7 separate regions of the Mus musculus genome follow, and regions 1, 2, 4, 5, 6 and 7 are each linked to region 3. A link is a contact called in public HiCAR-type, HiChIP or PLAC-seq, Micro-C and promoter capture Hi-C data. All regions are on one chromosome and are shown on one strand. Each heading gives the region's core, a stretch centred on a gene start, on an enhancer-like site or on the middle of the called end of the contact. The rest is flanking DNA. Distances are from core to core; before and after follow the strand shown.

Region 1 (3,129 bases), core at 443-2,942, 740 kb after region 3:
CCAAGTATTTGTATTTGGTTTTAACCTAAAGATCAGAACACTTAATAGTTCAATTTGAGCTGCAAATTCTTAAAACAGCAATAAGGAATCAAATCCAAAAACAAAAAACAAAAACAAAAACAAAACAAAACAAAACAAAACAAAACAAAACCTAATAAAGAAATGAAACTCAAGAAGAACAAAGACCAAAGTGTGGACACTTTGCCCTTCTTAGAAATGGGAACAAAACACCCATGGAAGGAGTTACAGAGACAAAATTTGGAGCTGTGACGAAAGGATGGGCCATCTAGTGATTGCCATATCCAGTGATCCATCCCATAATCAGCTTCCAAACGCTGACACCATTGCATACACTAGCAAGATTTTGCTGAAAGCACCCAGATATAGTTGTCTCTTGTGAGACTATGCCGGGCCTAGCAAACACAGAAGTGGATGATCACAGTCAGCTATTGGATGGGTCACAGGGCCCCCAATAGAGGAGCTAGAGAAAGTACCCAAGGAGCTAAAGGGATCTGCAACCCTATATGTGGAACAACAATATGAACTAACCAGTACCCCGGAGCTCTTGTCTCTAGCTGCATATGTATCAAAAGATGGCCTAGTCAGCCATCACTGGAAAGAGAGGCCCTTTGGAATTGCCAACTTTATATGCCCCAGTACAGGGGAACGCCAGGGCCAAAAAGGGGGAGTGGGTGGGTAGGGGATTGTGGGGGTGGGTATGGGGGACTTTTGGGATAGCATTGGAAATGTAAATGAGGAAAATATCTAATTAAAAAAAACTCCCAAAAAAAAGAAATGAAACTATATTTTTAATTACTTTAAAAAATGTGCTAGCTTTCCAAGTGAACAAATGAATTGTACTTTATATCACATAAGTATGTTTATGACACACACATCTCAAAACATATTTAAATTTTATGCTTGAGTTATAAAATATGTACACATTTGATGAAATTTTTCATTGAGCACATTTTGCAAATTTCAATTTGAAAGTACTCCAGTTGAAAATAAAAAGGGCACAAATAAAACCCAGAAAATTGCAGCAAAGGATGAATCAGGTGGTAATACGTCTGCTAGGAACCACATGCATTTCTTGACCAAAGCTACGAAGGCCATCTCCAGGAGCTTCGACTGCCTCCAGGGCTCCCCTTGCCTAACTCGACTGAATTTTCTCTTTGAATACCACGTGCATCTCCACTACTTCAGGGCACCAGTTGTCCAAAAGCTAGAGGTTAGGGAAGGGCAGCTGTGTGTAGAGGTGTGACAGTCACTTTCTGTAACTCACTGCACCACCTTCAGATTCAATGCAACCTTGAAAACTAGCTTGGAGATAGTGTCTCCTTTCATTTTAAATGCCCTGGCCTTTGTCACTTTACACCAGATCCATAACACCATTTTAAGGAGGTTGTGTTGTTTTCTTTCTTTGGAGGCAAGAGGTAGGAAGAACTGACTACTATTTTGAAGCAAACCACTGTTAACCTTGGGGTTCTCCCTACAGTGGACATCCATTCCAGCAGGCGGTCCACTCCTTCAAGACTCAATTTGGAAAAGTGCTTTTAAAAGCCCAGCGTTGGCCTGGCCCTTTTGGTTGGATTTCTGTGGAAATTTTCTTAGTAACCATTTTCAGCTGAGGGAGTTCCCAGACAATTGTAAAGTGGAAGCCCTGCAGGAGGAGGGGAGGGCTGCTCCTGTGCTAATTAAAACAAAGGCTGCTTGTGTAAGCGGGCCGGCCTGCTGCACAGGGCTCACAATGCAGGGGCCTCCCAGGCACCAGCTCCTAAATCCGCCGGGACTTTCATTTCTAAATACAACTAAAGGAATGCTCCTTTGTGCATTCTATTTTCCTTGCCAAAGTGGAAGAAGGTGAAGCTGTCCAATGTTTGCTTTTGAATGTGGTGTGCCCAGCCGCAAGGCAAAGCTGTCCTCACCAAAAGCAGGGCAGCCTAGGGTCGCTTCCCAGTACAAGTGAGCTGCTAGGAGTTCTTGCAGATGGATACCTGGCTCCACTGGAATTTGCTGTCACTCTGAACTCAGGTGTTTAAGCAGAGATGGCCTTGTCATTCGTCTCAACAGCGGACAGGCTTCAGATCAGACCTGGCCTCAGCAAACTCCCCTATGCTCCGGGTGCCTACAGCAAAGTAAAAATCCCGGTGCCCCGTGAAAAAAAAGAAATGAAGACATGCCTGTGCTTTGTCTTCCAGACTTCAGAAGCTTCCCCTGTTCCGTAGGTCACATGGACTTTATTTCAAGCCTGCCCTTCAGTGTAGTCGTCCCTTTACAGCTTTAATGGCTGTTCTGTTTCCTTGTCCATGATTATTTTACAAGCCCTTTTGCAACTTGACATGCTTTGACACAGCCTGTAGAAATGTAGCGTTGTACCCGATAGTACAGTAAGTCCAATGCCAAAGAAAATGGCTCGGGAAGGGAGCAGGGGGCCACAACACTTGAAAAGAAGAATCTTGGGCAAGACAGTCAACGTTCTTGTGACTTTCTGGAGTTTTCCAGTGTGAGTATCTACAGAGTTGAATGCCAAATTTGATTTCAAAGTTTTACAAGGTTTCATTCCGGCTAAACTAATACTTGGCTAGGTCTCCTCCCTCCCTCTCTCTTCACCCTCTCCCTCCCTCCTTCCCTCCCTCCCCTTCCTCCTGCCTCTTCATCTTTCTTTCCTCCCTTAGTCCCTCACTACTTCATCCCTCACTACCTACCTCCCTCTCAAAGCAGGCTTGAAAGACAAGGTACAGCATCCGTTTCCAATTAAAAGAATAAAAAATTTTAAATGTCTCCCTCTGGGCCTGGTGCTGAGCCAGGTGAGAAAATGGTGGGTGTGGTTGCTGAGAAAGCAGGGAGGTGAAAATCCTCCACTGCTTGAAGTCACTTTATACTTGAGAGGGCTCTCCTCCCTGTCCCATTAAAAAACAAAACAAAACCCCTAAAGCTGTGATATCTCTTTATTTCATTTGTTTTCTTTAAAATTCATTTCCCTCAAAATGCTGCTAGTTCCCGTGGACCCTGCACTTAACTCCTATTTTCTCTGTATCTCTGACTTTCGTTCATTCCCACAGGGGTAAATATTTGACATCTAGCCATCCCCTGGGGTGGCAGACCATTGCACTAAACACAGAGTGG
Region 2 (3,114 bases), core at 151-2,650, 830 kb after region 3:
GACAGGAGTCAGACAACAAAAACTGGATTGAATAAATTTTTAAAAAGACATGCAGAGGGAGGGAAGAAGGGAAAATGAGAGAGGGAAGGAAGGAAGAAAGAGAGGAAGGGAGAATGGGGGGGGGATTTGAATGGATAGTGGGGTAAGAGAAGAAGATTTGGGAAGAGTTCTTGCAGAGAGGGATGGATTTCTTCAAAACACATTGTTTGAAATGCTCAAAAATTATTTCAAAAATATTTTTAAAAGCCTGTTTGAGAGCATTTGATTAATGCTATCACGTCTGCGTAAATTTTAGTTACAGTATTTTGGGATTGCACAGGTAGCACATTGATAGCACAGTTTTCGTATGATACAACCTTTATTTTCTATAAACAAATAAGAATGGTAGGACTCAGCTCATATTTAGATGAGAAATGGGAAAACTTGACAGCCAACAGAGAAGTATCTGGTCTCAGAGATGTGTGTACTGAGTGCTCAACATGGTTCCAAATAGGAATTAAAATAAAATCCTAGCCATAAGATGATTATGTGTGCAATGATTTGCAACTGCATGCAAGGGGGGGTCTGTGGCAGAAAAGCAGAAGAAACACAACAAGCCAGCTTGCCCTGGTGCTCCAAAGATGGCACAAGATCAAGGAGTCAATGAAAATTCATGAACAATCAAGATATAATGACCAGAATGTTGCTTGCAGCAAGTGACCCTACAGGCTCTAAAAACTTTGGTCAGACAACCCCAGGAGGTATAAAAGATTCAGCTTAAAATTGGTTTCTTTGTTTGTTTGTTTTACTTTGTTTTTGATAAATTCAAAGTAAACACAGTTTTAGCAAAAATCATGTCTGTGTCCTTTAAAAAGCCAATCATGGCCAGGCGTGGTGGCACACGCCTTTAATCCCAGCACTCGGGAGACAGAGGCAGGCGGATTTCTGAGTTCGAGGCCAAACTGGTCTACAAAGTGAGTTCCAAGACAGCCAGGGCTATACACAGAGAAACCCTGTCTCAGGGGGTGGGGGGGGGGGGGAGGAGAAAGCCAATCACAATACAAGTGATGGAGGTAGGTGTGGTTGGTGTCAGGTTTTGCTTGAGCTTCTCTGAGAGCAAATCTCCCTTCTTTCTTTGCATCCTCCCACCTCTTTCCATTCCTCTTCTTGCTATTACAAGATTGTTAAAAATTCCATTTGAATTATTGCTGAGGAGAATTTGAAAAGAGTTGAAAAAAACCAGTGCCCTTGGCTGTTATTTGATAGATGCCTCTGGTTGGCTTGACACCAAGTTCACCAAACTTAAGCAATAATCAGAATCTATGCCGTGTTAATTGGAGAGATATTACTCTTGTGTGGGTGCTGGAATGCAAACAGTACCTGGTGTCTGGAAAATGAAAATAAACAGAGGTAAATGACCAAGCTTATCTTGGCAGGATGTGCAAAACACAGACCAAATGTCTCGCCAATCTGATAGTGTTTGGAGAAGTCCTACATATTTATTCAATGACCAGGAAGGCAGTGAAGGCTCCACATATAGGAAGGAGTAGAAGAAAGAAATAGGAAACAAACTCCTTTCTGCCATGCACACACTTCATGTCAATGGTGCTTGCAGGACATAGAATTGATTAGTCCATGGCCAGAAAGCTCCATAAAATTAAAGTAAACACTTTTGGGGATACATTGTATTCTGTTTGTAGCCTTGTTCCACTAGCATAAGGAGAAACTGCTAGGCAGGATTGGTAGGCAAAGTTGCTTTTTCAATGATTATTAAGTATTATTATTATTATTGTTAATATTTTGGTGTATTGTATGTATGCATGTGCATTTGTAAGTGCATGCCTATAAAACTTTTGGGAGTTGATTGCTTCCTTCTGTGGATTACAGGTATTAAACTCAATCAGACTTGGGCAGGGAGCACTTTTATTGCCCACTATGCCATTTCATTGCTCTAAAAAGAACCGTAAGTTCAACAAATTTATCATGAAATTGATAATGTGAAATCTCAGGGAAAGGCATTGATTTTCTTGCACTCACTTTGCTAATCAGAGAAGAGCTAGACAGAGAACCCAAAAACTGTAACACCCAATCACTTACAAGTATTTTCTACTCATGACCAATGAACCAGTTTCACCTTTCTCTCCTTATATCACTGAAACAGAAACTTCAACACACTGCACAGAGTTCCCAAGTTACTAATCATGGGAAACACCTCTGTATATATTCTTATTCTAAGTGACAATGGACTCAAATGGCATGTATGCAGATGACCTATACTCTATAATCAACTTGCTGGTATGTCCCATTCTGTAGAAGGGGTTCTCCTAAATTCATATGTAGCTTTGCTTCAGGATTTCATGTTGGCATCATATTTTGGCTTCCCTGTTAACCTTACACTAAGATTAAAATGCCACAATGGCAACAAGAAGTAATATTCTCATGACTCTTCAAGTGACAATTTTGACTTTAGTTCAATTTGTAAAAGTCCCCCTCTTTCTGGGAAATTCTTCCAATAGTGCATGTGTGGTGATATATGAAGTTGATCACTTGCTGGTAACAGATGCTGATGGGACAATAAGGACTGCATTTATGTCTTTTGGTCTGTCTTTCTGTGTGTCTGTGACTTCTATCTTACTCAGAGGACTTGTAAGATATAGCTACCTGAACTCTATGGCCACTTAAAGCCTCCATCATTTGTACCTGAGCTACATGGAAACTTCTGCTGCTGGATCAAACTCACTAAGGCTAGCTTTCTAAAGGCATTACTCTCTCCATTCTTATCCATCTCTGCTCAAAATGTCAATGTGGGAAATGTTTTTCCTTCTCTTATGCTCTCCTACAGCAAATATTTTGTTGAGAGCTTTTCCATTTCACTCTTACAGAATGCAAACAAAGCAGCCACAGACACCATACTGCCCTCAGAATCTCTCACATGATTTTTCTTTCTATGTTGCCTTTTCTTCACTTAGAATGATATATTCAGTTGTTTTTGTTCCCTCACACAGCTAAGATTTCACGCATTGCTGACCTGTAGTTCTTCAAGATATGATGAGGTTAGCACAAAGACACATAGTGGCAAAGAGCAGGGGATGCAAGTATGGCCATGTTGGCTCTCATCTGATTGTACAAGCATCA
Region 3 (3,180 bases), core at 628-3,127:
GAGAAAAGGGATGCAGCTCACTACAAAGTGATGCTTTGGGATTGTTCGTTTTTATTCCCCCCCTCTTCCCGTCCCGTCTTTCTTTTAAAAGTTAAGATGAGGTTGCCTAAAATTTATGAGAGAAGTGAGTATTTATTTGGATTAACCCCGACTGTCACCTCCTTTCATCTATAAAGACTGTCAACTTTGTCCCAGCTTTTCAAGAAGAAGAAATGACCAGTACAAAAGAAATTAACGTTGTCAGAACGCTAACTAGAGGATTTGCCTAGCGGGGGCACGGAGGCCGCTCCCCGTGGCGCGTGCCCTAAAGGGTTAACTCGCCCCGGTTCTCACAGTTTCCCCCGACTTTACCTGTCCTCCTAGACCCGCCGCCCTCCCCGCCTCCCCACCCCCTGCGCCTTTCTTCACCAGGCTCTTGGTTTACAGGGGCTGCAGCTGGTAGACTTGGCAAGCTCGCCTCATTAAGAGCGCTTTTTGAAAACGGACTGTGTTTGAGCATTTCCCTAATGAGGACAGGACGGGGTTAAAAAGTGACCATTTCATGGTTGACTTGAACCTGCCTACTTTTCTTGATGTGTCGTTGTGAAATGCTTGATGTGGGTAACTTCCACTTGGGGAAGGAAAAAGTCACTGGTTCTTTCAGGTCCGCTGGGGGAGGGCACGGTGGTCAGGAGTGCGAGGACTGGAGAAAGTTGAGGGGGGGAAAGTCCAGGACGCGGGGTGGGAGCGGGAGGCCGCGGGGGGCCTGGAAACGCTCGGCGGCCCCAAGCTAGGGCGACATGGAGCCCCGGGCGCTCACTTTTCTTTCTCCATTGTCTGGGGCAGCCTTTGATTCCTCCATTTCCCCACCCACCCCTAGCGGAAACCCGGAATTTGGGGGGCGGTGTGTGTGGGAGAGAGTGCCCGCGCGAAAGGGGGTGCTGGCCGGTCGCCTCCAGGGTCCCGGGAATCAAGTTCATTCACTCGGCGGGGGGCGGGGCGGGGAGCCGGCGGGAGCCGCCGGGGAGACCCGCAGCCGCACACGCACCCCGCGCGCTCCCGCCCCGCAGCCTCGGGCGCGCCGCGGCCCCGCCCTGCCCGCACCCCCGCGGGAAGGGAGCCGCTTTCCGCCGGCGCCCCGGGCTCTGGGGGTGGGGATTGGGACGCGGCCAGCGCGGCAGGAGGAGGAGGAGAGGAGGGGCGAGCGGTGGCGCGGCCTTCCCGCTCCGAGCGCGGCCACGTGCACCGGGCGCCGGGGGAGGGCGGGCCGCTGCGGCGAGGCTCGGGGGACCCTGGGGACCCCGGCGCCCCTCTCCGATCGCCAGTGCGAGCTCCGGGCTGGGCTGCCCGCCGCGCCCCGGGCTCCGCGCCCGTCCGCTGCAACTCCAGGAGGCCAAGTTCACTCTGGCCCCCGCCTCCACCCTCCCTCTCCCTCCAGCCGCCTGGGGTGCTAGAGTCGGCGCCCTAGCCCCGGCTCGGGGCGGCCTGGGTGTGAGGGAATTTTCCATTCGTTTCTTTCTTGGGCCCAGGCCGGTTCAGGGCTTCTCCCCTTAGGATGTTCTCGCGTCTTGAGCGTCTGCAGCGAGCAGTGAAATAACCTCTCCCTGGGCGGGTTTTCGGGGGTAAACGAAGAGTGGCAGAGAGAAGAGCTATTTTTGAAAAAAGAAAAAAGAAAAGAAAAGAAAAGAAAAGTCCCAATACTGTGGCACCGGTCTGATACCTTTAACAAATGAGGGGGAGAGACGCGAGGGCTGGGGGAGGCGCGCGGGAGGAGGAGGAAGGTGGGGGGCGGGGGGTGTGGAGAGGCTGGTGCAAAAGGAACGCGCGTTTGCAGGAGGAGGAGGAGTAAAGCGGTGATTGTGTAATTAAATAATAAAACAATCCTTAAGTCTGATTTGGAGAGAGCTCGAGCGGGGTCCAGAGGGTGGAACCGGTGAATCTTTCAACTTGCAAGTTTTTCAAGGAAAGAAAGCGAGAGAGGGAGGGGGAATAGAGCCCAGGACAGAAAAGAGGAGTTTGCAGCCAAGCGGGATCGATCGTTTGGGATTTTTTTCAGGAGGTCCTTCCGATCCTTTCCGTGGGCTGTGGCCAGCGGCACCGGCAGCGGAGTCCACGCGCGGCGGGTCAGACCCGGGGCGAAGCGGGCGGGCGGCGGTGCGGCGGGGCAGGAGCGCAGCAAAGGCTTTTCCGCCCGGGAGCTCCGCGCCTGCGCCCCCTCCCTCACCCCGGCCTCTCCCTGCTCCCCCCCACCCCCACCCCCACCCGGCCCTCTCCTGCGCGCGCCCCGCCACCCGCGCGCACTCGCTTGCGCTCCCCCTCGCGCACACACGTGGTCGGCTCGCAGCAAAGTTTCGCCTGCGATCGCCACTCCCGGATCCTGCTGCAGTGTTGGCGGCGGTAACCTTGAACTTTACCAGCGCGGTGACACATTCTCCTCGCTTTCCCCACCGCCTGGCCTCCTGCGCCCCCCTCCCCGCCTTTTTTTAAAAAAAACATTTCACCACCCACCATCACCCCAATCCAACCCACACCGAACCCTCGCGCACCCCAACCCCCAACAACAAACAACAACAACAACAACTGCAAAACAGAAAACAAATCCCCTAAACCAGGCGACCAGCAGCCTGCACCAGCGGCGGCAGCCTCGGAGAGCTCGGCCGGCGCGCGCGAACCGCAAGAGGGTTAAAAGTGTAGATTGGATTTCACCCCGGGAAATCTAGCTCGCCGAGTGAACTTGAATCTTTGGCTATTTAAGGAGGACTGGGTTTGTTGCGAAGTTGCGGTGAACCGGCGCAGTGCCCCGTCCTGATTGATCGCATCGCTGGGCTCAGATGACTGTAAAATGAATAGATGAAATCCTTGCTTCTGGAAGATTTTCTTGGGCATCTCCGGGAAAGTGCGTTTTAAGGCGAAGTCATGATGTATTCTCCCATCTGTCTCACTCAGGTACTTATCTTGGTCGCTTTCTCGAGCTTTCTCTGGCCCCAGACGCCTTTGTTGTGTCTTCTTGCTCTTGTGCTGCAGACCCTCAAAGGCTTTGCCTAACCTTGGCACACCCTGGTCTTCCCCGAGAAGTAGTGCGGAGTTGCGGTGGGCTGTGCGGGCGGCGTGGGACCACGGCTGCCGTGTGCGCCCATCCCAGCGCCCGAGCGGGGAGAGCCGGCACCGGGCGGGCGAGGCTGCTGGGGGTGGGCAGGGCCG
Region 4 (3,232 bases), core at 143-2,642, 780 kb after region 3:
ATTTCAAGTTTCAAGTAGATAGTGAGTGTGCGGTCAGTTAAATGGCATTCCCTGATTTCCCTGCCTTAGTCACCCGATGAGAGACTGCTGAGGCACAAATCCAAAGCAGCATATTGAGATCTGTCAAAAATTCCAAAGAAGGCCAGAGACATGGATCTCTACATAAAGACACTGGCCACCGATTCCTAAGATCTGAGTTCAAACCAGAAATTCATTTGGTGAAATATGAGAATCAACTCCTGCACATTGTCACCCACCCCATATCTCTCTCTGTCTCTCTGTCTCTGTCTCTGTCTCTGTCTCTCTGTCTCTCTGTCTCTCTCTGTCTGTCTGTCTCTCTCTCTCTCTCTCACACACACACACACAAACACACACACCATATACAAACAAATAATTTTTTTTAAAAAGAAACTTATTGTAATCTGGTCTCTACACCTCTAGGACTCTGTAATGCTTCCTTGTAAGAAAACTTTGAGGTTCCAGAATTTGGAAGATATCTTTTAAACATTAGCTAAAATATATTTTCATGGGTTTTTTTGTCACTGGATTTAAAAAAAAACAAAAACAAAACAAAACAGGAAAACGTTAGACAAACATGATAGTGTCTTGTGTTCCAGACAGACTTTCTGGAAAGTTGTGACTTTCACAAATCTAAAACAACAGCAACGAGGAAAAAAAAATAGTAACAATTTCTAGTCTCAAGCCAGGCTCCCTTAGTCAGCTGTCTATTTTTCTTGCCACCCAGATACTAAAGCGTTTGGCACCCGTGGGATCTTAGTATTTGGATCTGGAAGGGAAGCTCTCCCACCCTGGTTTTATCTGTAGACTGGATAAAGGTTTGGGATTTAGCAATAGGCTCTGCAAGCTCAGCTTGTGAAAATCACATTCTTTATCAACTCCCCAGATGGTTTAGATCATTAAAAACACAACAAAACAAAACAAAAGCCCTTCAGAGTGTACACTGTGAAGATATTCTCTAATTTCCAAGAAAAATAAATATATGTGGAATTTCTCACAGATTTCTCACACTTTCTCAGTACACAGCCTGAACCGCTGTGGTGAGTGGGAACTTAAAGCCACCGGGTTTGGTTTTTTTTTTTTTTTTTTTTTTTTTTTTTTTTTTTTAAACTGCAAAGCCTTGTGCTGAATACTTAACTTCCAGCAGCTCCTTTGCCTTTCCAGCTTGTCCGTCAGCCTCCGACTCTCAGTCAGTATTTATCTCTTGGGGGCTTAGCTTTAAACTGAAAAGTGTATGTCTTTATTCAGTGAATTTGGGGCAACGGCCTCTCAGTAAGCAACAAAAACAAAAAGGCTGTTTCAAGTCGAAGAGACTTCAAGAAAGCACCCCACCATCTGCCAAGGCCTGAGAAGGGCGCTGTGGGCCAACCACTCTTTACTGAACAGAAGAAACAGTCCCATCCTTTACATGTTCCGCACATCCTGGATCAAAATATAATGATCCCAGCAAAGAGATGGAGTAAAATGGATGCACCCACAATCAAGGGGTGCATCTATTAGAGGGCCCGACCACTGCTTAGTCGGCCTCATTGACTCTGATGTGGAAGTAAAACTGGGGGGCAGACGAAAGTGGGGCTGGAGGGAGAAGGGGGTCTTTCTAAGCGGGCATGCACCAGTGGGTAATGGCTGGCATTTGCAGAGCTGCATGGCAGGGGAGCTTTCAGCGGTTTGCCACTGCCAGCTGATGTCTCTGGCAACATCAGTGCCAAGAAGCCAAAAATGAAGCAGGTGCAGGGGCAGAGGAACTGAGTGCGGGGGGACGAGAGGGGGGTTTCAGAACAGAACTTCTGTTGTTAAAAAATTGCTTGCCTTCATTATAACCGAAACAATGGTTCACTTTGACTCCGGTAACATTTTCAGTCCGCTGGAGTCCTGCACACACACTTAAGACAAGCCTCTTACATTTATGCACAGGACTAAGAGACTGTTTTGTTTGTCACTTTCCAAAGCTGTGGATTGTCTGTGAGCCTGCTGAAGTCCTCTGAGAGCAGCTTTCCTTGCAAAGCCAGGAGCGTCTGCTTTGGAAAGTACCCCTTCCTCCCCTCCCTCTCAGAGTGCCCCCTCTTCAGAAACTCCCACTTCTACAGAACCAGGGCCTGGGAACAGGGGGCTGCTCCTGAACTCTGGGCACATCTTTGCCGGGCACTGTGGCCAGCCAGCTCAGCACACTCAACACCTAGATGCTGCTTTCTGATGAGAAAACAGAAGGACACAGTGTTGCTCGCAATTTACATTTCTCTCAAAAGCTCTGTGTGCCAGCAACATTATTCCCCAAGCCCCGGCACAAATGACAGCAGGGAAAAGACAATGGGTGAGCAAACTGGAAAAGGACTAGTGGTTCAGAATCAGGGACCAACAGAGGGCAGGAAGGAAGGCGTGCCACCCGCACATTAAAACTCCAGGATAAAGCCCTGAGCCATCTGCTGCCTGTTGCCCTGGCTCTACCGCTCCTGGCGTGGACATCAGTGGCCACCTCCCATGCTGCAGAATGCTAAAGCCCTGTCTCACTAAGATAGGACAAAACCTGACTGCAATAGGCTTCCTGCCCCTACCCGGAGAAGCTCAGAGCCTGAGAAAAGGGTGATATGGATGATCTGTTGGGTGAAAATGCACTTGGAGCTTTTTTATAGATACCAATGCAGTGGGAGAAATAGAAAGTTTGGGTTTTTTTGTACTATTTGAGAAGACACAGAAATGGCAACGCTGGCCTCCCAGCCAGATGTTCTGTGTGAACTACAAAGAGTTTAATTTATCACAAGAATTTTTAGCATTATTTGATATGGATTGAATTATGTATAGTAGCCCCTTGGAGCTAGGTTTGCTTCATCAGCAGTAATTGTGGATGATTGACTATCATTCTGTCTTTCCCAAATCACATGGATAGGATATCCTGTCCATGGGCTACTACCCATAATTCAATCCATATCATAGAATATAGAAGCCTATAAAGCCCAGAACAGAGTTGAAAGCCTGAAGATAAATATGCTCAGTTAGACACCAGAAGCAGAAGCTGGGAAACAGAACCACCTTCTTAAGGAAAGCAAGGGTTTCCTCTGAGTCTGAACGAGTGTCAAACACTGACCTTAAGCAACAGTAATCTACAAATCTGAGACATCTCAGGGAAACCAGGGCGAGGCAGAACAGCACAATCTCGACAGAGCTGTGAAACAGCATTCCAGAAAAATAAGCAGAGACAGCTAGAGATGTAGAGCAC
Region 5 (3,062 bases), core at 385-2,884, 730 kb before region 3:
ACCCAGAAGTTGGCAGCAGATCCACTTTGTCTATCCTTGCAGTTAATTTGTGTGGCGACATTATATAGCAAACAGAATCAGTTACATGAAGGGATTGCAGTCTGGTGGCCTTTCACGTTTCAGTCAGCTTCCACGTTTCCTGCTTGGTGCGATCCAGCAAGTTTCTAAAATACGCAGCGTAGATATTTTTGTAGTTCTTAAGCTTCCTTCTTTCTTGGCCTGCCCACAGTTAGGACACTCAGCCCCTCACTGTGCTGCACATACACTTGGGCATCGTTACCATGATTGAAAAAAAAAAAAAACAAAAAAACCCCACTTTTCAAACAGTATCATTTCTCTATGTGTGTGTGGTTGTCAGAGGACATTTGTGACACTGGTACTTTTCTTCTACCATGTGGGTCCTTGGGATCAAACCCAGGTCATCACCCTTAGTGGCAGTCGCCTTCACCGGCAAAGCCGTATCGCCTGTCTTGTTGCAGTGATATATATATATTTTTAAATTCCAATTGAAGATGGAAACTATTGAAATCTTCCTCTTTCATGAGACTTTGAATCATGACAGGGAGTGATCATGTGACGACAGTGTACTATGGTCAGAGGAGTCTGTGGTTTTGCTTCTGAGGTTTGTGTCGGATGTGGGATATAAACCCCTCTGTCAAATTGCTAACTTAAGATCCCCACAGAGTGACTTTACTGGTTTTTCAATGGTAGTTGTCTGTGGCACCTCAAAAACCATAATTCACTGAGCAAGCAGATGTTGTCACGACACAAACTGTCAGAAAACTACTTCTCAAAGTTCAATAGGATACACAGCAGTGACACTAAAATCCAGTGTCCTGTGTGGGTCTTAAGGCTTTGGGCTAAGGGCCGACTGACCTTTTCGTAGACATCTCTGAGAGAAGCATGGGTTGGGTGTAGGGAAAGGTAGCTCTAAGTAGTGGGAAAGGTTAGAGGTGTTGGCATCCGTGGGCTTTCTAGTGACGTGTCAGCACTTGATAGTTAGAAGTGAATCTCAAATGTTTAAACACTTAGAAGTGAAGTGAGCCCCTTCTAGCTGGGTGAGTGGCACTGTTAACCTCTAATAGGTGAGGGCTTTATAAGCTGAAACACCAGCACATGTCACTGGTGAGGTCTGAGCCTTGACCCTGAAGCATGAGCCTTTCAATCTGGGGACGTTCAGAGTCTGCTCAGTTCCCTTCACCACCCCTCCACACTGTCACAGCCTGAGACGTGTAAATTAGCAGTCTGTCTTGGAATAGCTTCTTCACATGTCACCCGCAAAAGAAAAAAAGCAGGAAAGCCCTCACGCATGGAGCGCATGGCATGGCTACCTTTGTCACACAGCCACCGCCCCATTCGATGCGACTCACTCTGCCTCATACGCCCAAACTGAGCTGGAGACAGGGGTCCGGGTGGGGAAGGAAGGCCCTGACATTCTAGGAGCATGGGGGTTCGTGGGGGCTTGGGGTGCCTCGCCCACGTTTCGGAACCATTTCACGGCATAACTTCCCCCCAAAAGAACATAACCTGGGAGAACTGCTAGGTTGTAAACATAATGATCTGGAAGAGAGGTTTCTGCTTCCTGCATTTTGAACGGGTGGGAGGCCATCTGCTTCTCCATATGGAAGCGCTATCCTCTCCTGCACGGGTGCCAGCAGAGTTAGAAGCCAAAACCACAGGAGGAGACAGCCTGGCTCCTCCCTTCACCTCTGAGAGAATTAATGGAGCTCATTCTTTATGTAGAGTTCAGATTTCCTGTCGTAGCTAAGGCCACAGGATTCAGGATGACCACCTGAAAACTCTGCCTGTGAACACAGCGTAAGAAATGCTGGTGATTGAGAGAGTTCAATGCTCTTCTCAGCAAGGGTTTGCAGTGTGTCGTGAGTTAACAAACGTGTTTGTGAATGGTCCCCTTAAAGCCCAACATCAGTTAGTTTTCCTCTCAGTTCGGAGTTTTTTGAAAGCATTTTTGGACTGGAGGTGCAGGGCAGCCCAGAGTGTCTGCCTCGTAAAGATGGGGCTCTAGCATCCATCGCAGACACCATGCAAACAATGAGCTTTCCCCCTTCCGTCTATGCTTCTTGTTTTAAGACTTTACTGACTACTCTGTGGATGATGAATGCTTGGTGAAATTACTGAAAGGATGCTGCCTCAAGAACTTGGAGCGGCCCTTGCAAGCTGAGCTGTGTTTCAACCACGTTGTGGAAAGGTAAGAGGCAGCCCGAGGACAGGTGGTGGCTTCAGGGGAATCTGTGGGACAAAGGGGTGCCCCGAGCCTTTAACCTCATGAACAGATCTGCGGTTTGTTTGGAATATGGCTTTACGTTATTTCCACTCACTGCTTAAAGATGACTGCTAAATGTAAACTTAGAGCCAGGCTGACAGTCGCTAAGCGTTGGCTGTAAACTACTGAGGCTCTCAAACTCACTTGGTCTCTATCACTTCCTGTGGGGTGTGTGTGTGTGTGTGTGTGTGTGTGTGTGTGAGAGAGAGATGGTGATTTGGCAGGGAAGAGAGGTGAAAATACTGCTCCTTGTTTTTTCCCACAGGACATTTCTTCTGTGTATGGTGATCTTTGTTTTACAGCAATGACAGTACTGTCCTGATACTTTTCAGAGAGTTGGAGCAAGGGTGACTGCCTGTCAGTAAACTGGTGACCACTGTGTTCTAATGGCTGTGACTACTCACTCTGCACAGTGTGGGCCCAGGAGCAGGGCTCCCTACTTCTTTTCATAAAGAACCTGAAAACTGCATCTAATGTCAGGTCTCCTGGGTTTTAAATATTTTGTTCAATATTTTTGAAAAGACTGCAAGCCAAAAAGATAGAGGCCATTCAGTGTGCCACCTGATGCCTTCTTTCCCAGGTCACGTGCCTTCCCATTAACAGCCACTTGGACTCCTCCCTCATGACAGTATTTATGAGAATGTAGGACACGGAATCTTGTTCCCCAATAAGGTAATTTGGTGTATTCGCAGCTCTAGTTTATTGGCATTTTCCTAATGTTCAAGGGCCGGCCACTTGCTGAATTTCACAGGGAATCATTGACTGGTGTGGTTTACAA
Region 6 (3,080 bases), core at 523-3,022, 910 kb before region 3:
TTGTGTTCTTAATGTTTTTCTTTAGATGTAAGAATATCACCCTGGGGCTGTAGAGATGGCTCAGTGGTTAAGAGCACTGACTGCTCTTCCAGAGGTCCTGAGTTCAATTTCCAGCAACCACATAGCGGCTCACAGCCATCTGTAATGGGATCTGATGCCCTCTTCTGGTGTGTCTGAAGACAGTGACAGTGTACGCATATACATTAAATAAATCTTAAAAAAAAAAAAATATCACCCTAATCCCAAATTACAGAATGGTACTTCTTTTGGAGCTACGTAACTGATGGGTAAATTAGCACAGTATCTGTGATTTACTGAATGGAAGAGCCTGGGGAAACACACACAACTGTATCCCATAGCCACAGAGCCACAGAGCCACAGAGCCACAGAGCCACAGAGCCAAAGAAAGGATGTCCAAATGTTTAAAACAACAACAACCACCACCACAACAACAACCAGTCATCAATTATCATTGAACTCACTAGGTAGCTAAGGCTAACCTCTAACTTACATCAGTTTTGACTCAGCCTCCCGAGGGCTGGGATTACAGCCAAAAGCCAGGACACCAAACTAATGGTTGAATTTTAAGTGGTGGAGTAAAACATTCAGAGTGTTCAGATAAACAGCAGAAAGACTAACTGTAGTTTAGTGGTAGGTCGTGTTTCATCTCCAGCACCAAAACAAATAGCATATAACAAAACAAAACTCATACCATAAAGTCACTAGGTCAGTGTTCTCTGGGATGACTTCCGGGTCTTCATCTTCCCCGAGGCATCTCAGTTTATCAAGGCTTAGAGAAAGGGAGGTTGGGAAAGGGAGAAAGGAAAAGCAACGATTTATGATCAGCCATGCATTTTTCAACAGCGGGTCAGAGCTTGTCCTAAATACATCATTGAATAATTAAGTCTTATGAAATCCAGCAGGCAGCTCAAAAGAGGCCAGAATTCAAGACAATGGTTTTTGTGCCAGTGTTATACCGAAAAGGGTGTATGTTCATTTGAGGACAGCCAGTACTGTCAAAAGGAGAAGGACCGCTACAAGTTAGTTTTTGTATTTCTATTTCCAGGTAAGAAACTTTTAGGGAAATTTTAGTAATAACATTTTCATGAGGACCGCTAGAAACCACGGTTAATAAAGGTTTCAACCCGGCTCTGTTTAAGTCTCCTCCATCCTCAGGTACTTCCATTGTCCAAATATCAATGACAGATATATACCGCTGTTACTTCAACAAGCACTTTAAAGATCAAGAATAGAAGTCTTTCGTGCATTTGTAGTGTCCCGTTACTGGATCCACCCCTCAGGAAAGTGCTTTTGGACCCAAGGATCTCTTCCGGCCTTCCGGAAAGGGTTTAGGGGGACGAAGGTTAAGGGTCTCCGAGAAGCGCAGGGACGAGGCTGAGCCCTGCGGGATCCACGCAAAACCCCGAAGCCGCACACTCACCCGCACACGACCCTCAGCTCTGCTGCTGCCTCCAGACTGCAGCCCAGATCGCTGGCTACTGCAGCATCCTCAAAGCCGTCGTTGGATGCCCCTCCGTCGGTCGGCTGCTCGGCTGCCTGCGGTTCGCTCAGCGACAAATCCTGGGCCCCTAGCCGGCCACGCCATAGCTCCCCAAAGGAGCCCACATGGAACACGCGCGTGTGCAACTCGGGAAGCTCGTATTCCGGAAAGCTGCTGTGGCTCGCACTGGGGACTGGGTGCTGTGGGCCACCCGCACCGCCGCCCTGCAGGTCCTCCGCCATGTCAGCCACGATCCCTTCCGGCAAAAGCTGGCGAGAGGGCGTCGCGGGGCGTGACGGGATTTGTAGTTTTGCAGAGCTCCGGGGTGGCGGGCGGTTGCGCGAGCTGTGCTTCAGAAACTACATTTCCCAGCAGGCTGGCTACCGCCTGGGCGCGGCTCGGTCGCTGTGGGCCGGGCTGGATGCATTGTTCTCTGGACTTGTCCGAGGGCTGTGCGGCTCGCTGTGTTCCGAGCTGATCTGGTATTGGGACCCACAATTACCTAAAGACTCAATCATTGGGTCCCCATCTCATAGTTTTCTCAAATCTGGTTCGTAGGGGCGGGACTTTTGTCCACTGGTTTTGCGAGCTGCTCTGCGGTTCCTCCTATCCTAGAGAGAATCCTGAAGGACAAGGGGCACTGAGACTGGTTCGTCCAGAATCTTCTGAAAGGCACGGTGTGTGTTTGTATGCGTGCCTTTGTATACCTACCTGCACGATAGAGCTTATCGAACGTCGGCTATGCAACACACAAATTCATTCTTAGCCATATGTATATATTTTGAAAAGTCACCACTTTTCCGGGGAGAGAGCCGAATGTGATTGTTAAAGGAGTAAACCGGTAAACTAGGAAATGGAAGTAGCTTGAAACCCAGTGAGCCTAGATGTTTCTGAAGCTTGGCCATCGCTCAGCTGTTCCAAATATCATAGCAGGGTGTGCTGAACAATCCCTGGCTTGTATGATTGTCCTGTGACACATGTTGTATAATTCAGCCATTGGAACTATTCCTTTAGTGGCTTTTAGTATATTCACAATGGGGCAACCATTAGTTTAAGAACATTTTCACCACTCGTGAAAAGGTTGCTTTTAGTTATGACTCCCAATCCTTCCAACTTTAGCCAACACTTTTCAGGCTTTACGTCTGTAAAGGTTTGCTATCTGGGCTTTTTGAAATAGGATATCACTACGTAGAACAGTCTAGCCTTGAATTCACAGCCGCTTCTGCCTCCTGAGTCCTGGGATTAAAGGTATGTCCCACCACACCCAGTTTATTTTCTACATGTAATATAAATGTAATCATATATGACCTTTACAATAGGTTTCTATAATATTGTACAATATTTTTACTTTGCAGCAAATTTCAGTACTTCATCCCCCCCCCCTTTTTGGTTGAATTTAATTGTATTGCATGGATATTATATATTTTATTTATTGAAACTCATTGGATGGACTGGGCTGCAGCTCAACTGATAAAATACTTGGCTCACATGCATGAAGTCCTGGGATCAATAATCCCAGCACTTGCAAGGGAGAGGCAGGAGGACCAGAAGTTCAAGGTCATAATCACCTTCAGAGGGA
Region 7 (2,947 bases), core at 264-2,763, 820 kb before region 3:
CCAGATGATTGACATGCCTTACAAAAATGTCAATTCTCCAACCAGATTAATATCTAGTATTCTCTTGACCAGGAGGAGTTTTTACCTTCATTGGTCTTAACTGCTGCTGTGTCAAAGACACTTGGAGACAATAACATCATGAAGCTGGTATCAAGGATGCCATGGTGACTCCTGGGAAATGTGTGTTAATAGGCCTCCTCTCAGCTAGTCTCCTGAAATCCACAGGGAGAAAAGAAGGTTGGCTGTAGTCACAGAGAGACCGGCTATTAGCCAGGTGCTGCCGCCAGACTGCGTTTCTGATTCTGGCATCACTGTTTTACTTAGCAGCCTGACCCTAGGAAAGTGACTTAAACTCTTACTAAACAGTGTCCCTCTTCCTATGAGAATAAGTGAGACAAAACATACAAGGGCCCCAGCATAGTCCTAGTACACGATTAGTTCTCAATTACAATTAGTTTCCTGTTTTTATGTTTACAGACCGATAAGCCGTATTTCATAAATCAGATAGATACTGAGTATGTAAATGACTGCATACAACAAAGTGGGGAGAGATGGGGTGATAGCAACGATAGAAGTTTGGTGTCTGGGGACACCACAGAACAGGGATAGGACATTTTTGGGATGCTCTATATGAGTGGGGTGTCTTGTAACATTTGTTACCAAATTACACCGTTAGGGGAGTTTAAAATAAAACTGACTCTCAACCCTAAATATTTATAGTTTTAACTTTTTTTTTCCCAGTTGGATAGCTCAGTTATTTTGCAAGTCAGAAACAGGAATCAATTTCTAAATACAGTCAAAAAACATTGTTCTAGGTTCTAGGGATATAGCATAGAAAAAGACAGCATCCTTATCCTCATGGATAATTGAAGCACAAATTATGTCTATTTGGATTTACAGAAGGCTGAGTGAGAGATGGTGTAGCAATAAAAACCTGGACCGTGCTGGGAGATGTACAGGGCTCTGAGTTACACCGAAGCCGTTACTTCGCAAACACAGAGGCAAAACAGAGCTCCTATCTCTTGGAGAGGATGTTCTTGACACAGCGACTTGGGCATGTGATGTGTCAGATGCCTCTAGGTGACCAGTGACCCATAGCTGTCCTCTAGCTGCATCTGTCAGATGCTCTGTCCTCTGGGCGAAGTAAACGCTCTGGTTCCAGACCAAGGACCAGGTGGACCACTAGCCACAGAGGGAGCGCAGCCACGACCTTGGGTTGTCAGCTCTGCGCGCTCCAGTCACGGCGCCAGGCTCCTGCCAATCCTCTAGGGAGGCCAGTACCCCAGAGGTCCTTTTCCCGAGCACCCGCTGACTCTGTGGGTGACTCCTCCCCACGGAACCTGGTTGGCTGCTCTCTAAGGAGGCCGCGTGCCGGGGCGGGGCTATCCGGCGAGGGGGCGGGGCATTAGCCTGGCATCCGCTGGGGTACTGGGTGCGCAGTGGATACCGCGGCGCCGGGGGCGGGGACAGCTCGGTCCGGTCGCTCGGGGCCGCCTGGTTCCTCCTCCACCCGTGCTGGGCTGAACCCAGAGCCAGAAAAGAGTCGGTTCTGAGTTCCCTGTGGGTGTGCGGCCGCCGCGGAGGGGAACATGGCGCTCGTGGGCAGCCGAGTGGAATTGGACGCGGACGAGGTGCGAGGACAGGCAGAGCGGGCTGGTCCGGGCACCGGCGGGCACCGGCGGGCGTGGGAGGGATGCGGAGCCTCCGCTGGCACGGAGGGTGGGCAGGGCTGTCCTTCACGCCGAGGAGCGTCCCACGGGGCCAGGCAGAGCAGCCCGGGCCAGCCTGAGCCTCCTTGGACCCTATGGGCTTTTGCGGAACCGTTCTGGACTCGACTTCTGTGTCGCTTTCTGTGGAAGTTCCGCGAGGTGTCCGCCGGGCGGGTGGGGTACGGCTGTCTAGTCACCCCGGGACCGAGGGCCGGAGCCTGAGCCCCGCGGCCGGGAAAGGTCCCTTGTCCAGAATCGCCGGCGGCCTCGCCTCTCTAGGCTACCGAAGTGACCTACCGGGTCCTCGCGCGGCGCCGGGGTCTGAACGCTCCCGGGCGGGGGCGCCCGACCTGTTGATTTCAGCGCTTCCTTCAGCTGCTGCTGGGAGCGCGCGCTCTGCTCTCAAGTTGAGGGTCAGGCTCCTGCCGCCGCCTCTGCTGCCATTTTACCTGACTTGAATTTTACAAGTCGCGGCCTGAGAAAGCCTTGATTTCCAATGATGCAATAGATGGGTGATGTGGAGGAGGCGAGTGAGTTAGGATTCGGTCTTTACTGCCAGAAGATCCTGGTAACGAGTAAATACTGTGCTTTAAATGTTGACATTAAGAACCGATCAAAACCCCAAGGATCAATCTTTATGCTACAGACAGTTAAGGCGGCGAACCAGAGCTTTCTGAGGACCAGCCTTGCGGTGTGGGCCCAAGACCACACACCAGGGAATTAGCGCTTGCCCAGGGGGCATGGATGTGTTGCTGGACCTTCTAAGGACACACAAGGCAAACAATGAGATAGAATATTTGTTACTATTTTCTTCTGTGACAACTTTTATTTATAGCTTTAGGCAGTCTTTTGGCATGGCCTGTTGCCTGCGCTTTTAAATTTTACATTCGTAATCCAGGTAACACACTACTACGGTACTTTGACCATCTACTACTTCCTCAAGAGTTTCTAACGTTCCCTCTTGTGTATACATTAAATAGCCACAGTCTTGGCATGATGGAGGCTGTTGTACAGTCTCAATAGCTTATCCCAGGCTTGTCTCCAGCTGCTTCCCTGTCCATAACCATTTAATCTATTTGTATTGAAAATGAAAGAACAATCCTGAGCCTGGTCTGTAATCTCAGCACTCAGATGGCTGAGTCAGGAGAATCACAAATTCAAGGCTAACCAGGTCTAGACACATAGAAAAATCGACTAGCATGGATATTTTTTTTTCTTCCGTAATAAAGAAAAAAAAA

What was found. Promoter capture Hi-C pulls out the DNA fragments that hold promoters and counts their contacts. Hi-C and Micro-C count contacts between places; a contact is called where the count stands out from the background. HiCAR-type assays count read pairs that join an accessible place to other places. HiChIP or PLAC-seq counts read pairs in DNA pulled down with a chosen protein or histone mark.
Region 1: a HiCAR-type map of astrocytes shows a contact between it and region 3, with 7 times the contacts expected there. The contact joins the enhancer-like site here to the promoter of Nfib in region 3. A contact is called at or near these places in 11 of 39 promoter capture datasets (the 3T3-L1 cell line, the C10 cell line, cranial neural crest and 7 more), 2 of 484 Hi-C or Micro-C datasets (neural progenitor cells and stem cell-derived neurons) and 13 of 115 datasets of contacts at active chromatin or transcription factors (the NIH/3T3 cell line, astrocytes, cardiomyocytes and 8 more).
Region 2: a promoter capture Hi-C map of liver shows a contact between it and region 3, with 6 times the contacts expected there. The contact joins the enhancer-like site here to the promoter of Nfib in region 3. A contact is called at or near these places in 9 of 39 promoter capture datasets (the 3T3-L1 cell line, 3T3-L1-derived adipocytes, cranial neural crest and 4 more), 10 of 115 datasets of contacts at active chromatin or transcription factors (cardiomyocytes, craniofacial prominence, embryonic forebrain and 7 more) and 1 of 9 other capture datasets (embryonic stem cells).
Region 4: an H3K4me3 HiChIP or PLAC-seq map of neural progenitor cells shows a contact between it and region 3, with 34 read pairs. The contact joins the enhancer-like site here to the promoter of Nfib in region 3. A contact is called at or near these places in 5 of 39 promoter capture datasets (the 3T3-L1 cell line, the HPC-7 cell line, cranial neural crest and 2 more), 10 of 484 Hi-C or Micro-C datasets (the HL-1 cell line, brain, cerebellar granule neurons and 6 more) and 15 of 115 datasets of contacts at active chromatin or transcription factors (craniofacial prominence, embryonic basal ganglia, embryonic forebrain and 11 more).
Region 5: a contact with region 3 is called in an H3K4me3 HiChIP or PLAC-seq map of embryonic forebrain, with 6 times the contacts expected there. The contact joins the enhancer-like site here to the promoter of Nfib in region 3. A contact is called at or near these places in 2 of 39 promoter capture datasets (embryonic stem cells and hippocampal neurons), 1 of 484 Hi-C or Micro-C datasets (cerebellar granule neurons) and 4 of 115 datasets of contacts at active chromatin or transcription factors (embryonic forebrain, embryonic stem cells and forebrain).
Region 6: a contact with region 3 is called in an H3K4me3 HiChIP or PLAC-seq map of forebrain, with 3 times the contacts expected there. The contact joins the promoter of Snapc3 here to the promoter of Nfib in region 3. A contact is called at or near these places in 1 of 39 promoter capture datasets (stem cell-derived epiblast-like cells), 1 of 484 Hi-C or Micro-C datasets (embryonic stem cells) and 1 of 115 datasets of contacts at active chromatin or transcription factors (forebrain).
Region 7: a Micro-C map of embryonic stem cells shows a contact between it and region 3, with 2.8 times the contacts expected there. The contact joins the promoter of Ttc39b here to the promoter of Nfib in region 3. A contact is called at or near these places in 4 of 484 Hi-C or Micro-C datasets (all in embryonic stem cells), 2 of 115 datasets of contacts at active chromatin or transcription factors (both in embryonic stem cells) and 1 of 9 other capture datasets (embryonic stem cells).

Annotation. Positions count from the first base shown.
Region 1 is chr4:81,763,039-81,766,167 of GRCm38.p6, reverse strand. No RefSeq gene overlaps it. Among named protein-coding and RNA genes, the nearest start is that of Gm11412, 21 kb to the right of the region's middle. Within about 2 kb of position 1,692, at least 69 of the 459 cell types and tissues checked have an H3K27ac peak or open chromatin away from gene starts, as enhancers often do. A contact at or near this core is called in astrocytes, embryonic forebrain, neural progenitor cells and 3 more, where this site is marked.
Region 2 is chr4:81,670,412-81,673,525 of GRCm38.p6, reverse strand. No RefSeq gene overlaps it. Among named protein-coding and RNA genes, the nearest start is that of Gm11412, 72 kb to the left of the region's middle. Within about 2 kb of position 1,400, at least 4 of the 459 cell types and tissues checked have an H3K27ac peak or open chromatin away from gene starts, as enhancers often do. A contact at or near this core is called in liver, where this site is marked.
Region 3 is chr4:82,504,476-82,507,655 of GRCm38.p6, reverse strand. It overlaps Nfib (nuclear factor I/B), which reads left to right and starts at 1,877. Exons shown (of 12, transcript NM_001113209.2): 1 at 1,877-2,925. The coding sequence starts at 2,896.
Region 4 is chr4:81,726,066-81,729,297 of GRCm38.p6, reverse strand. No RefSeq gene overlaps it. Among named protein-coding and RNA genes, the nearest start is that of Gm11412, 16 kb to the left of the region's middle. Within about 2 kb of position 1,392, at least 59 of the 459 cell types and tissues checked have an H3K27ac peak or open chromatin away from gene starts, as enhancers often do. A contact at or near this core is called in brain, cerebellar granule neurons, cerebellum and 10 more, where this site is marked.
Region 5 is chr4:83,231,858-83,234,919 of GRCm38.p6, reverse strand. Ttc39b (tetratricopeptide repeat domain 39B) reads left to right here. Exons shown (of 20, transcript NM_027238.2): 18 at 2,092-2,209. Among named protein-coding and RNA genes, the nearest start is that of Gm46887, 47 kb to the right of the region's middle. Within about 2 kb of position 1,634, at least 74 of the 459 cell types and tissues checked have an H3K27ac peak or open chromatin away from gene starts, as enhancers often do. A contact at or near this core is called in cerebellar granule neurons, embryonic forebrain and forebrain, where this site is marked.
Region 6 is chr4:83,416,416-83,419,495 of GRCm38.p6, reverse strand. Snapc3 (small nuclear RNA activating complex, polypeptide 3) reads right to left here and starts at 1,772. Exons shown (of 9, transcript NM_029949.4): 1 at 1,442-1,772; 2 at 713-790. The coding sequence starts at 1,743.
Region 7 is chr4:83,322,755-83,325,701 of GRCm38.p6, reverse strand. Ttc39b (tetratricopeptide repeat domain 39B) reads left to right here and starts at 1,513. Exons shown (of 20, transcript NM_027238.2): 1 at 1,513-1,631. The coding sequence starts at 1,590. Gm42306 (a long non-coding RNA gene) reads right to left here and starts at 2,932. Exons shown (of 3, transcript XR_881382.3): 1 at 935-2,932; 2 at 1-212.